2 separate regions of the Zea mays genome follow, and region 2 is linked to region 1. A link is a contact called in public Hi-C data. All regions are on one chromosome and are shown on one strand. The core of a region is the stretch at or near the end of the contact, and the rest is flanking DNA. Distances in the headings are between cores, read along the strand shown. Region 1 holds the start of LOC103654801 (cytokinin dehydrogenase 7). Region 2 holds the start of LOC100273101 (putative serine/threonine protein phosphatase superfamily protein).

Region 1 (5,803 bases), core at 1,950-4,449:
ATTTGATTATCGTTGTTGCTTGGTGCTTTATGTTTTTTAGGTTTGCATAAACCTCAACTAAGGCCTCCTTTGGAACAAAGGAAAAGTGAAGGAATTTAGAAGGATTGAAATCCTATAGAAAATTTTCCTATGTAGTCCTTTGGAACAAAGGATTGAGTTCCTACAAAGCCTATAAATTTTTTTATGGAATGAACCATTGTAGTGAGAATTTGGAGGATTTTTAACATGAGGTCCAACCTCTTGTAAATTTTCCTACAGAACGCAAGTGTCGTGTAACTCCATTGCTACATTTTTTCTATTCTTATGTTTTAGCAATCCTGCAATATAAAGGAAGCCTAAAAACAGGTGACCATATGTTGACACTCAAATTGGATCTCGCCAATTTTGAGAGGCCCATGGTTTCCTATGGATCAATCTAAGGAAAACTTTATAAAAGCGACATATACCACATTAGTTTTCTAATAGTATAAGACCACTCCTACTTCCTTTAAAATAGGGAGGTACATGGTTGATTGAGATATCCAACACAGAATTGATCTTTTTATATTTACTATTGTTTTCGTAAATTTTTTTTCAACCACATGTTGCTATTGTTCTCTTGATCTGACGATAAAGGATGGCATTCTAGGCTCGTCGGCTGACCTAGGTCAACACGGAGATGTCTTTCTCTAGATAGGATTTTTTTTTGGATGAGATCTTCACTAGTTCATTTGCTAGTTTGCTCGAAAGTTAGTCATTTTTTCGTCACGTAAATGTCACGAAAGAGTATGGGTTACCTGCTGCGTTCTTTGGTCCGTAGTGACCCCGTCCCGACGATCTAGCAAGAGCTAGAATGTGATCTGGAATTTATGTCGTCATCAAGCATGGGACATGACGGTGGTCGGAGTGAGCGGCGAGGATCACAAGGTCGAGGTCGAGGAAGCTGACGAGGTTCGCATGGTGCGGAGGGGTTGCAGCCGTCGCCACCAATGGCTGGCTTAATTTCTATAATTCTCTTTTACCACCCTTGCGTTGGCTTTCACCTTCTTAACAACCCATTTTTTTTTGTACAAATAGACCTCTAAAAAAGATTAAAGTCAGTACCCTATTGCTTCCTAATCAGTACCCTATTGCTTCCTAATTAATACAAAATAGACCTACCTTACTATGAAAGACCTAAGATATACATGAGGGTCTGTTTGGTTTGATGACTAACTTGCCACACTTTACCTAACTTTTCTGCTTAAGGTTAGTTATTCAATTTGAACGACTAACCTTAGGTAAAGTGTGGCAGGTTTAGCCACGAACCAAACAGTCAATCAGGCAGAAGCAATGCCAGATGCCTCTACTGGCACCGGGAAAATCCTCTGGCCGGGCGACAACAACGCCCGAGGGTCATATCTGGCCTTCAGCTCAGCGATCCTGCTCCATTTCGCGCCGAAATGCCGTCGCCACCCGTCTTGAGATGTGTAGTGTGGCAGGTACTGCTTGCATTCTATCCCCGACCGATCACAGAAGTCCAGCACTGCCTTGTTCCATCTCTCGAGCTGGGGCACGTCGTCTGCAGACAGTGCTGACCAAAGGAAACTGACGGCATAGAACACGTCGTCGTCGTTCGTGGCTGGGGTCATCGCTGTCATCCGGTCGTCCCACCTGTCCTTGTTCATGGGGTACATGAGGATGATCCCAGCTGGGTTGGAGTCCTTGAGTAGAGCCTTGAACACGCCGTCGTCGAAGTCGAGGATGCGCGACCGCGGGACAAAGAGATTCAGCCATGGGTGCGGCACCTCCCACGCGCCGGCTGACCGGAGCACCCTCTCCTCCTCGCGCACCCGGTCGAGGAACTGCACGAACGTCACGTCCTTGGTGAACGCAAACCCTGGCTCGAAGCTCAGCTGATCCAGGAGTGCCTTCATTTTCTGCAACGATTCATACATCAACAACAAATGAGTTTCCTTTCGTCCAAAGCAACAATAAAGTTCGAGGTTTTTTTTTTTGTGTTCAAGCTGATCTGTACCTTATCCACAGATATCGCGGTGTCCTCGGTGTAGTACATGGCGCCTTCGATGTAGTATATCGCAGTAGGTCCGGTCCTCGACGCGAGTCCAGCAAGCCTAGCAAGATCGGCGCCGGAGAAGAAGGGTGTTGATTTGGGACCTTCGACCAAGGACCGGCTGAGCTGGACCTGGCCTTCGACGTAGTCGAACCCGACTTGGCTAGCCCGGTTCGATATGAGAAACTCCTGATCCTTGGTGAAAGTAGCGACGTCGGTGTAGGCAAGTGGAACCCAGCGCACCCTCCTGGGCGCCGGCTCAAGCCGGATCCGTGCCCTGGTTATGACCCCGAACTGGCCTAACCCACCTAGAGCCGCCATGAACAGGTCCGAGTTCACGTCCATGGAGCATGTCACCATCTCACCTGTGCCTGCATTGTTCATGACATGTATAAACTATTATTAGCATTCGTGTGTGATTAGCTGCATATGTAATTGTCACTGGGAGTGTAACCATCGATCAATCAATACCTGTGACGACGTCGAGTTCATGCACGTTGGCGATCTGCGGGCCGTGCCGGAACGCCTGCCCGCCGATGCCAGCGTTGGAGAGCGTGCCGCCGACGGTGAGCCGGAGGTAGTCGGTCCACACGCGGGGCGCCAGGCCGTGTCGCAGCGTGGCGCGGAGGACGTCGACCCACAGCTGCTCCCCGCCGACGTCGACGAACGGCTCCGCGACGGACACGTTGATGCGGGGGCCGCGCCCCAGCGAGCCCATGTCCACGACGACGCCGCCCGGGGCGAGCGCCTGGCCGCGCCAGGAGTGGCCCTGCCCGCGCGGCGCCACAGGGAACGGAGCGACCGACGAGGCGGAGAACCGGACGAGCGCGGCGATGTCGGCCGGCGTGGCGGGGTGGAACACGGCCTCCGGCGCTGCCCTCGCCATCTGGCCGAAGTCCGTCGCCGCCTTAGCCGTCGAGTTGCGGTCCGTGCGGATCCTCGACGCGATGCCCAGCCCGAAAAGATCGCTCGGGAGGACGGCGGCGGGCAGTGGCCGGGGCTGCCCAACAGCGACGGAGAGGAAGCTTGTGAGGAGGGCGGCGACGGCCACGAAACGAGTCCTTGCCATGCTTGTCTTGCGGCAACACAATGCAATCGGAGGTGACTGTGGGACCTGGACGCTTTTGTGGGGGTTATAGAAACTATAGGAGTAGAGATCGCTTGTGTGTCTTAGAGGCCAAGAACTTCCATGGTATTTATAGGCGGGGGTACCATCTGGCCTCGCAAACGTTGACAAATGGAAGCACAACAGCCTTTCGGATTACTGAAATTTGTTCTGAATATTCTGAAGCTGATTGACTTTGCTAAAAACAAAGAGCAATGTACCTGTGAAGCCACACTGGTGGTGAACTTATGTTGATGGGTCCCATCTTCTGGTTTGGAGATGTTGACTTGCTGAGAGTATGAAATGATCATTGGCCAGAGCAATGTCGTTGTTTTTTAAATGGATCGTGTAAGGTCAGAGAGATTCCGAGAATTTTTTTTTTCGTGCCTTTGCTGGCTTAAAAATAGCTGGGGCGGGCCGGTACAGTGGCCAAAATATAAGCTGCCTGTTAGTTCTCTTTCCTACTCAAATAAAAGGTAAAGCTTTTCTCTTACAACTATCATATAGCAATTTTTTTTGTTTGAGTAGACTTCAATAAATTACTCCATCCGTTTCGTTTTAGTTGTCGCTGGATAGTACAAAATTGAACTATCCAGCGACAACTAAAAAGAAACGGAAGGAGTACAACTATCAACTATGTTAAACTAAAACATGCGTAGCTACAGTTTGTTTTTACATATATCTTAATTTTTTTACAGACTAGTATATAGCAAAGGAATAAATTAATCTATGTAAAAAGTAGTTATAGACTGTAGTTCTAGCCTGAATCGGTCATGGTTAGAGAGACTAATCTTTAGTTTCTGGCTTTTAGTCCCGTTTAGTCTCTATTTTGCCAAACAGAAGGACTAAAATAGGGAATAATTGACTTTAGTCTTTAGTCCCTCACATGAGTGCTAAAGGAATTAAAGGGTAACATTTACTCCAATTGCTATTGCTTAGAAAACTGGTGTGAAACAAAAAAAATTATTTTGATCTTTATGTGTTGTATTTAATGTAGTTAGAATCTGTTTAATCACTATAACCAAATAAGGTAGGGACTAAAGTTTAATGGAAGCAAACGGTGCCTTAATATAACCCAGACGATTACACCCTCGCGGTAATCTTGGCAAGAAGCATGTGACTGCCTGCCGTGATCAACCAGCTGGCGGCAGGAGATTTCGTCCACGTGGCAACAATCCTGTCTACCAACCGCTGGCGCAGGCAGGTAAACTGGAAGCAGCTGACTCCCACCACTTGAACAATTAATCTGTTGATGTCCGGCATGGAGTGACAGGTGTGCAAGCACCTTCATATTTTTTTCCCTCGTCAACATTCTGTTTTAAATTTTTTTTATTGATTTTTTTAAATTTGGAACTCAACGATATCATACTTGTCTCTGTTCACGAGCAGTCGAGTCAGCGCAAATTTAAACTCCGCCGTGCATGGGTAAAGAAAAACATATCCTTCAAGACGGCAGGACTATGGATTTTTTTTAAACAAATAAAAAGAACAACCGGATGCAAGAACAATATAGTAAGGTTGCAGGCTGCGAGGGTGCATGAACGTCGAGGGGCTATATTTTTTCCAGACCAAATCAAACCAGCAGATTTGTCGTCCCACGTTTTTAGGGGTACTTTCTGTGTGAGTGTGCGTTGACATTCTGTGCGTGCGCGTTCTGTACGGTGCAGCGCAGGACGCCACGAGCATAATTATTGTATAGTTATTTTCGTGGCATAATTATTGCGTTCGATCCAATGGGCACAAAATACTGATAACCATTGGCGAGGTTTTAAATGAGCACCGGTAAGCTTTATATATATATAACAGGGAAATGGTTCACTATCGTCAACCACAATTTTTATTTAAACAAGAAGTACATATAGCTGTGTGGCATTGGCAACCCGAGTGTATCTCAGTTTCAGTTGGTTTGATCTGTATTCGTCTATATTGAAGTTTCATAGGGTTCAACGACAATAATATTTTAATGTAGGGTGTATATGTTTGCGGTTATAGACCATGTTTTTAGGATTTGTTTGGTTGCACAGGGATTGAGGGTATGTCCGTACGTGTGTGTTCGTTCGTTTTAAACGTCTGCATTTGTATTATAAGATCATTCTCAATGCATATTTTATCGTAAGGTTGTCATGCCAACATTTATTTAGAAAATAGTGTATCTAGAATTTTATCCCTACGAAACTCTCTTATCTCCCGTGAAACTCTCTTATTTCTCTCTTTATTAAATTGTATGTCATGTCATCTTATTTGTTTACGTGACATGCCATTTAATGACAATAGAACTTTAATAAAACTCCCACTCAGAACGAGCTTATGACCCTGTTTGGCACAACTTATTTTCAGCTTCTTCACAAATTTAAGCAGAGGTTCTGCCAAACAGGCAGCTTCTGCAGCAACTTATCAGTTCAGCTCAGTTCAGCTGCTTCTCAGAATACACTAAAAGCAGCCAACAAACAGAAGCTGCTTTTCACCAGCTTCTCAGATAAGCTGCTTTTTCAACAAGCACCAGCTGTGCCAAACAGGGCCTATACCTTACAAAATATCTATGACAATGGATATATAGGAGATATTATTGTTGACAAATGAAGTAATGACTTACCAACTTAAATTGTTGTTTCCTAGTAAAATAAAGATATAATATATTCCACCGTGAGTAATTTCTTGGGAGATAA
Region 2 (6,549 bases), core at 795-3,294, 360 kb before region 1:
ATAGTTCATTAATCATTAGTTTAATTCATAGGCCATAGACACCTCACATATATATAACATGTTCATCAATTATTCTATAAATGATATGCATATAGTTTCGTTTTGCTGGAATATGTTAGCTCATTTAGCTCGCGAGCTGGCTTGTTAACGAACCGAGCTGGCTCGTTAACGAACCGAGCTAGGATGTCAGCTCAGCTCATGAAAAAAATCAAACGAGCCGATCCGAGCTGACCATGAACCGAGCGAGCCAGCGAGCCACGAGCATTTCGTCCAGCCCTAATCTCAAGTACTCAACTTATGTATGAACATATTATATCCTGTCATTTTATGTGAAGTCTAAAAAGACGTTTCAACGTTTAAATCCTTGTTTTCAAGTCGGCGACTAGTCATCAGGTCGGCCCTAGGATCTCGACTGGTGAGGTCGGCTCGACTTTTCTAGCAAGTCGGGCGACTTGGCAACGACTGGAAATTCCCAGTCGACTAGTCGACCGACTTGTGTCTGGCAAGTCGACCGACTTGTGTCCCAGTTCGGCCCAAGCAGCCCAAAGGCCCATTATACAACATAAAGCTTACCTCCCAACACTTATGTGGCTGATCTTGATTTGGATGATCTTGATTTGGGAGATATTTAGGGTATCTAGTATCTATCTAGCTGCAGCAGCAGCTTAGCTATCTAATGGACCTTATTTCCTTTCAAGTTTGAACTATATTTTCTTGCTATTTGATTTCCAATTTGAACTATGTCTATATATGGCTGTTATGACTTATGAGTTTATGACTTATCACTTATGTGGCTGATTTGGTTCAGTTTGAGACTTCAAATGAGGTAAGACTTGCTGTTTATTTCAGTTTGGTTCAATTTCAGGCTTCAAATGAGGTAAAACATGCACTTTCTTCATATATAAATGCTATAGGCAAAACAGCCAGTCAGCCACTATATTGGCAAGTCGATGGCTAGTCGACTGACTTATCGACTAATCACCAAGTCGGTACCTTGTCGACTTGAAAACATGGGTTTAAATGTTAAAAAGGTGCTTCATAACGTTTTAATGTTTTACCGCTTTAATAACCATGGTTCAAAAACAACAGGCCAACAAATCAACCACACTCTCTGAATTCTGAAGCACGCTCACAATTCTTATGAAAACTGCTGGAGGAATACAAATGCTGATAGATGAGAATTATTGTCCTCTCGGTAGCCAAATGGGCTAAAAGGCAACAGCAGCAACAAGATCACGCTAGACCCAAAAGCAACGAACGCATAACAAGCCGAACTACAAGAACTCAAGTAGACTATGTTAAGCAGTAAAGACGTTCCCTGATTTCCCGATAACCAGATTCTTCCAACAATCTGGCCAGAGCCAGACGCATAAAAACCAAGAACCTTTCAGGTTTACCGCAGGATCTAAAAATCCCCATACTTCGGCCTGCACCAAGCCTCGCATATCACAGATCGGCCGACTTAGGTATCGTGAGAGAAAGTTAGGGCGCGGGCGGGCAAGGGGAGAGAAACCGGGACCAGGACAGAGCAGCGTGGGAGACAGGGCGGGGAAGCGTAGCCACGCACCGACGTAGTCGCCCATGAAGAGGTAGTTGGTGTCGGGAGAGTCGCCGCCGATGCGGAAGAGCTCGATGAGGTCATAGAACTGGCCGTGGATGTCGCCGCAGACGGTGACGGGGCAGCGCACGGGCTGCACGTTCCATTCCTCCATGAGGATGGCCTTGGCCTGCTCGCAGAGCACCTTGACCTCCGCCTCGGGCAGGTACTTGCAGTCGCGCAGCTGCGCGATCTGCCGGTCCAGATCCCCGTGCGACGGCATCTCGTCCGCCGCCCGCTCCCCGCCCGCGGCAGAGGGTGGGTGGGTGGGGGCGACTCCGACTCCTTCTCCGGCCTGCGGGCCCGCTGGCGGTCAGGTCGAGGCTAGGGTTTGGGGGAGATCGGCGAGAGACGGGGAGGCGGCGGAGCTCATGCCTCCATTTGCTTGGTTTGCGAATGCGAGATTTTTCCTCGACTCTTCTCGGGACGAGGAACACGTTGTTCCAGGTGTGCAGAGCGAGCAGGTCGATCTAGGTTCGTGTGTGGTTTGATGGTTTCGGAGGGGTGGAATTGTAATTAGCAGGGGTAAGGTAGGTGGATTTTTGATTTGTTAGGACTCGAAAAAACGCCTTCGATAAAATGACTAGTTAATATTGGATTCGTCAAAGGTGTGTTATTTGATTTACTGGATTCGTCAAAGGTGTGTTCTTTAATTTACTGGGTCAGTACCCGTGCGTTGCAACGGGAACATATAATATCATGATAACTTATATACAAAATATGTCTTATATTGTTATAAGAAAATATTTCATAATCCATTTGTGATCCTAGCCATACATAAATTTTGTTATTTTAATTTAGTTGTTTCACTACTACATTGCAACCATCAGTATCATGCAGACTTCGATATATGTCATGATTTGCATGGTCTCATTATTGGAGAGCACGTGCCACACCTGCCGGTAGAAGTTCCGTCGTACATCGTTAGTTATCAGGCACGCACCACCATACACGCTTGCTTAAACAAAAAATGCAAGTGTGTGTTTGCGAAGAGAATTAAAGGCAGGCCGGCACAAAAGGTACCCCGACGATGGCGAGTGGTCATTGTTGTCGGTCCACCTCTGCTCACCTCCGGTGTCGAGATGACGCCACAATCCTTGATATAATAGTCGTCGAACGCGCGCGATATGGTGAGTACCGATCACTCTTGGCTGGGCTGCCAAATGAAGTGCACCCCGGGCTCATCAGCGAGGTAGTACACCTGGTCGTTGCACCACCGGATGTGCTACTCCTCTACATACATCTTATTCGAGGACACTCACACAACAACAACAATGGTCATCATTCCAGCGCACAAGAATTCATGGTCGGTCAGTAGCGACTTACGTGGCAGGTTAGGCTTCAGGTGGATGATGAGCTAGACGGCGTGATGGCGTCGTCGTAGGTTGCGATGCCCAGAACAACCCGAGAGTCGTCGACATTGGCGACGACCATGAGGTCCCCATGTTTGACGATGGACAGCGCGGTGCAGCCGCTCTGGACCACGTCCAAGCGGCGGCTGCGCCGGAGCTTGCCGTACACAGCGGCGCATGGGCCATGTAGGACTGCTTCCAGAGTTCGAACTGGCAGTCGCCAAGTTTCTTCTCGTCGTCGGTGAGCGACGCCAACGCGAGCGCCTCGTGCTAGTGGTGTTTGTTCGGGGTTTCCAAGTAAGAAACATGGATTCATCTTTGGCATTGGTTTATGAAAATGATTTATAAGTTAGATCCATGGAAAATATTATGGAGAATAAATGTTACACATGCAAAAAAAATATTTAAGTTGAAAACATTATTCAAACAAAAGAAATTGCATGCAAGGCTCTTCTTTAAATACTACTCCCTCAATCCAAAAATATAATTTAATAATCTCAGTGATACTTATCTACTACTACACATTGTGCAAGGGTAGCAGGTGGGCTTCGGGAGAGATGTATTATATGTTTTTACTATAATAGATGTAGACATAAACACACATGTGGTGTAGTGGTAGCTACAAACACATTTATTTGAGAGGTCGCGGGTTCGAATCCCCTTGGAGCCTGTTTTTTTAATTTAATTTTAGCTAGGCGTGGGATGCACGTGGGAATGGGAATAGGCTTTGGCTTTGCAGTGAGGACGGAATGGGAATGGCAGAACACGGAATGGGGCAGCCTACCCCTTACCGTCTTAATAGGTAGTAGAGATTTAGATTTATCACCTCTTCACAACAGACTGGGGACTCCGCTTGTCGTCACGGCGGTAACGCAACCAGAGACAACCAAAGAGTTGTCGCCCACACCTACCATCTCCAACAGTACAACTAGCACTAATTCCACAATGAACATTACCATCCTCACCAGCAACACCACAACATATACCAGCAACACCACAACATATACCAGCAACACCAAGAGATCCTAGCTCTATCGCCCCCACCACCACCACAGCATCCAAATCAATCGTTACCAGCAGTAGCAGCACCAAAACAAGAGGACTTCGTCGATCAACCCTTTCGAGGGGTCACTCACATGATTACCGGAGGATCTAGCTCCGAGTTCGACACAAAACGATAGAAGAAAGACCACTATCGAAAGGTCAATCATGTAGCCCTCAACGGCCCTGTCGTTCAAACAAAGTGGTCTCTTATATCACTCACCTTCGACACAAGAGACATCGATTTCCGTAGTGCACCCCATGTCGATGCCATGGTGATAAACTGCCGAGTAGCAGGATAGGATCTGCACAAGGTACTCGTCGATAACGGCAGTCAGGCAGATATCATTTTCTTACACGCCTTCGATCGAATGGGCATAAGCCACAGCTTACTCAAGCCAACAGATAACCCTCTCTATGGCTTCGGAGGAAAAGGAACCTTCCCAATTCGCAAAATCAAGCTACCACTGTCATTCAGCACTGCGCTGAATGCGCAAAGTGAGCAGGTCACCTTCGACATAGTCGACATGGTATATCCCTACAACGCCATCATGGGGCGAGAATCCATTAATAAATTTGAGGCAGCAATACACAGGTTGTACCTGTGCATGAAAATACCAGGGCCCCAGGGCACAATCACCATATATGGAGATCAACAGGTAGCTAGGAACATAGAAAGAGACTTCGTCCCCGGCCAGCACAATGTGCATTGTCTCACGACAGAATGCGAAGACCACAACAGCCCTCACACAAACAAAGGCAAGAAGATCAATGCGCAGTTGCAGAGTAATTAGGGAGTCAAAACAGTCACCCCGGACTCCATCACCCCAATCAAACAGTTTTAGTTAGCGAAGACCTTCTGCTAGCAGAAGACGAAAGGCTTCTTTCTTGTCTTAACCGCAACAAGGATGTCTCTGCGTGGTCCGCCCTAGACCTCGTCGGAGTCAGCCGCACCATCATTTAACACAGCTTGGGCATTGATCCCACCATGCGCCCCAAGAAACAAAAAGCCGTGAAAAATGTCTAATGAGAAAACTGAAGCGGTGAAGGCAGAAGTCCACCGTTTACTGAAAGCAAAATTCATTGAACCAATTGCTTATCCCACCTAGCTCGCCAATGTTGTCATGGTCCAAAAGAAAAACAAAAAATGGATAATATGCATCGATTTCACAATCTCAAAAAAGCATGTACAAAGGACAACTTCCCTTTACCAAGAATCAATAAAATCGTTGATTCCGTAGTGGATGCGAAGTGATGTTTCTGCTAGATTATTTTTCGGGCTAGCTGAAAGGGAAATGAGCTTAATCATTTCCTATAATCGATTTTGGTGGTTGACGTCCATCACAAACCACATGGACTAATTAGTTTTCTTAGATATCATTTATCTCAGGTGCATAAGGTTCAACACAAACCAAGAAAGAAATTCAGTTGGGGACTCAAACAAATTTAGAGCAAAGACTTGAGAGAGTGCTGCCAGTGGTGCACCGGACAGTGTACGGTGCCCCAGGCCGAGCTCCACTCGAACTGGCCACTCTCGGGTTTTACCAAGGACCGCTCCGCTATAATTCACCGGACTGTCTGGTGTGCACCGAACATGTCCAGTGAGCCAACGAAGCAACGGTAACTTGCGCCAATGGTCGACTACCAAAGTGAATAGTGCGCGTCAGAAGTCAGAGCAGAGAAGTCAGAGATGTCTGGTGTGGCACCGGACTGTCCGGTGCAGCAACAGGATAAAGGGTTCCTGAAAGTCGCCTAAAGGGGGGGTGAATAGGCGGAATCTGAAAATTATAAACTTAAGCACACACTACAAGCCGGGGTTAGCGTTAGAGTTAAAATCGAGTCCGAAAGAGAGGGCGAAAACAAATCACAAGCAAATAAGGTGGATGACACGGTGATTTGTTTTACCGAGGTTCGATTCTTGCAAACCTACTCCCCGTTGAGGTGGTCACAAAGACCGGGTCTCTTTCAACCCTTTCCCTCTCTCAAACGGTCACCTAGACCGAGTGAGCTTCTCTTATCAATCAATCGGGACACAAAGTCCCCACAAGGATCACCACACAATTGGTGTCTCTTGCCTTGATTACAATTGAGTTGGAAACAAGAAAGAAGGAAGAAGAAAAACAATCCAAGCGCAAGATCTCAAATGAACACAAATGTCTCTCTCTCTAGTCACTAATTTGTTTGAAGTGATTTCGGACTTGGGAGAGGATTTGATCTCTTTGTTTGTGTCTTGTATTGAATGTTATAGCTCTTGTATGAGGTTTGAAGGCTGAAAACTTGGATGCTATGAATGGTGGGTGGTTGGGGGTATTTATAACCCCAACCACCAACATAGCCGTTGGTGGAGGCTGCTGTCGAATGGTGCACCGGACAGTCCGGTGCGCCAGCCACGTCACCAGGCTGTTAGGGTTCGACCGTTGGAGCTTCTGACATCTGGGCCACCGGACAGTCCGGTGGTGCACCGGACAGTCACTGTTCACTGTTCGGTGCACCTTCTAGTGTTGTTCTGACTTCTGCGTGCGCAGGCGCGCACTGTAGCGCATTTATTGTTCGTTGCAG

What was found. A called contact is a pair of places that touch in the nucleus more often than the background predicts.
Region 2: a Hi-C map of leaf shows a contact between it and region 1, with 4 times the contacts expected there. The contact joins the promoter of LOC100273101 here to the promoter of LOC103654801 in region 1. A contact is called at or near these places in 3 of 25 Hi-C or Micro-C datasets (ear, leaf and tassel).

Annotation. Positions count from the first base shown.
Region 1 is chr4:238,621,822-238,627,624 of Zm-B73-REFERENCE-NAM-5.0, reverse strand. It overlaps LOC103654801 (cytokinin dehydrogenase 7), which reads right to left and starts at 3,199. Exons shown (of 3, transcript XM_008681615.3): 1 at 2,504-3,199; 2 at 1,997-2,403; 3 at 951-1,898. The coding sequence starts at 3,101. The coding sequence ends at 1,299.
Region 2 is chr4:238,979,018-238,985,566 of Zm-B73-REFERENCE-NAM-5.0, reverse strand. It overlaps LOC100273101 (putative serine/threonine protein phosphatase superfamily protein), which reads right to left and starts at 2,044. Exons shown (of 6, transcript NM_001147550.1): 1 at 1,568-2,044. The coding sequence starts at 1,820.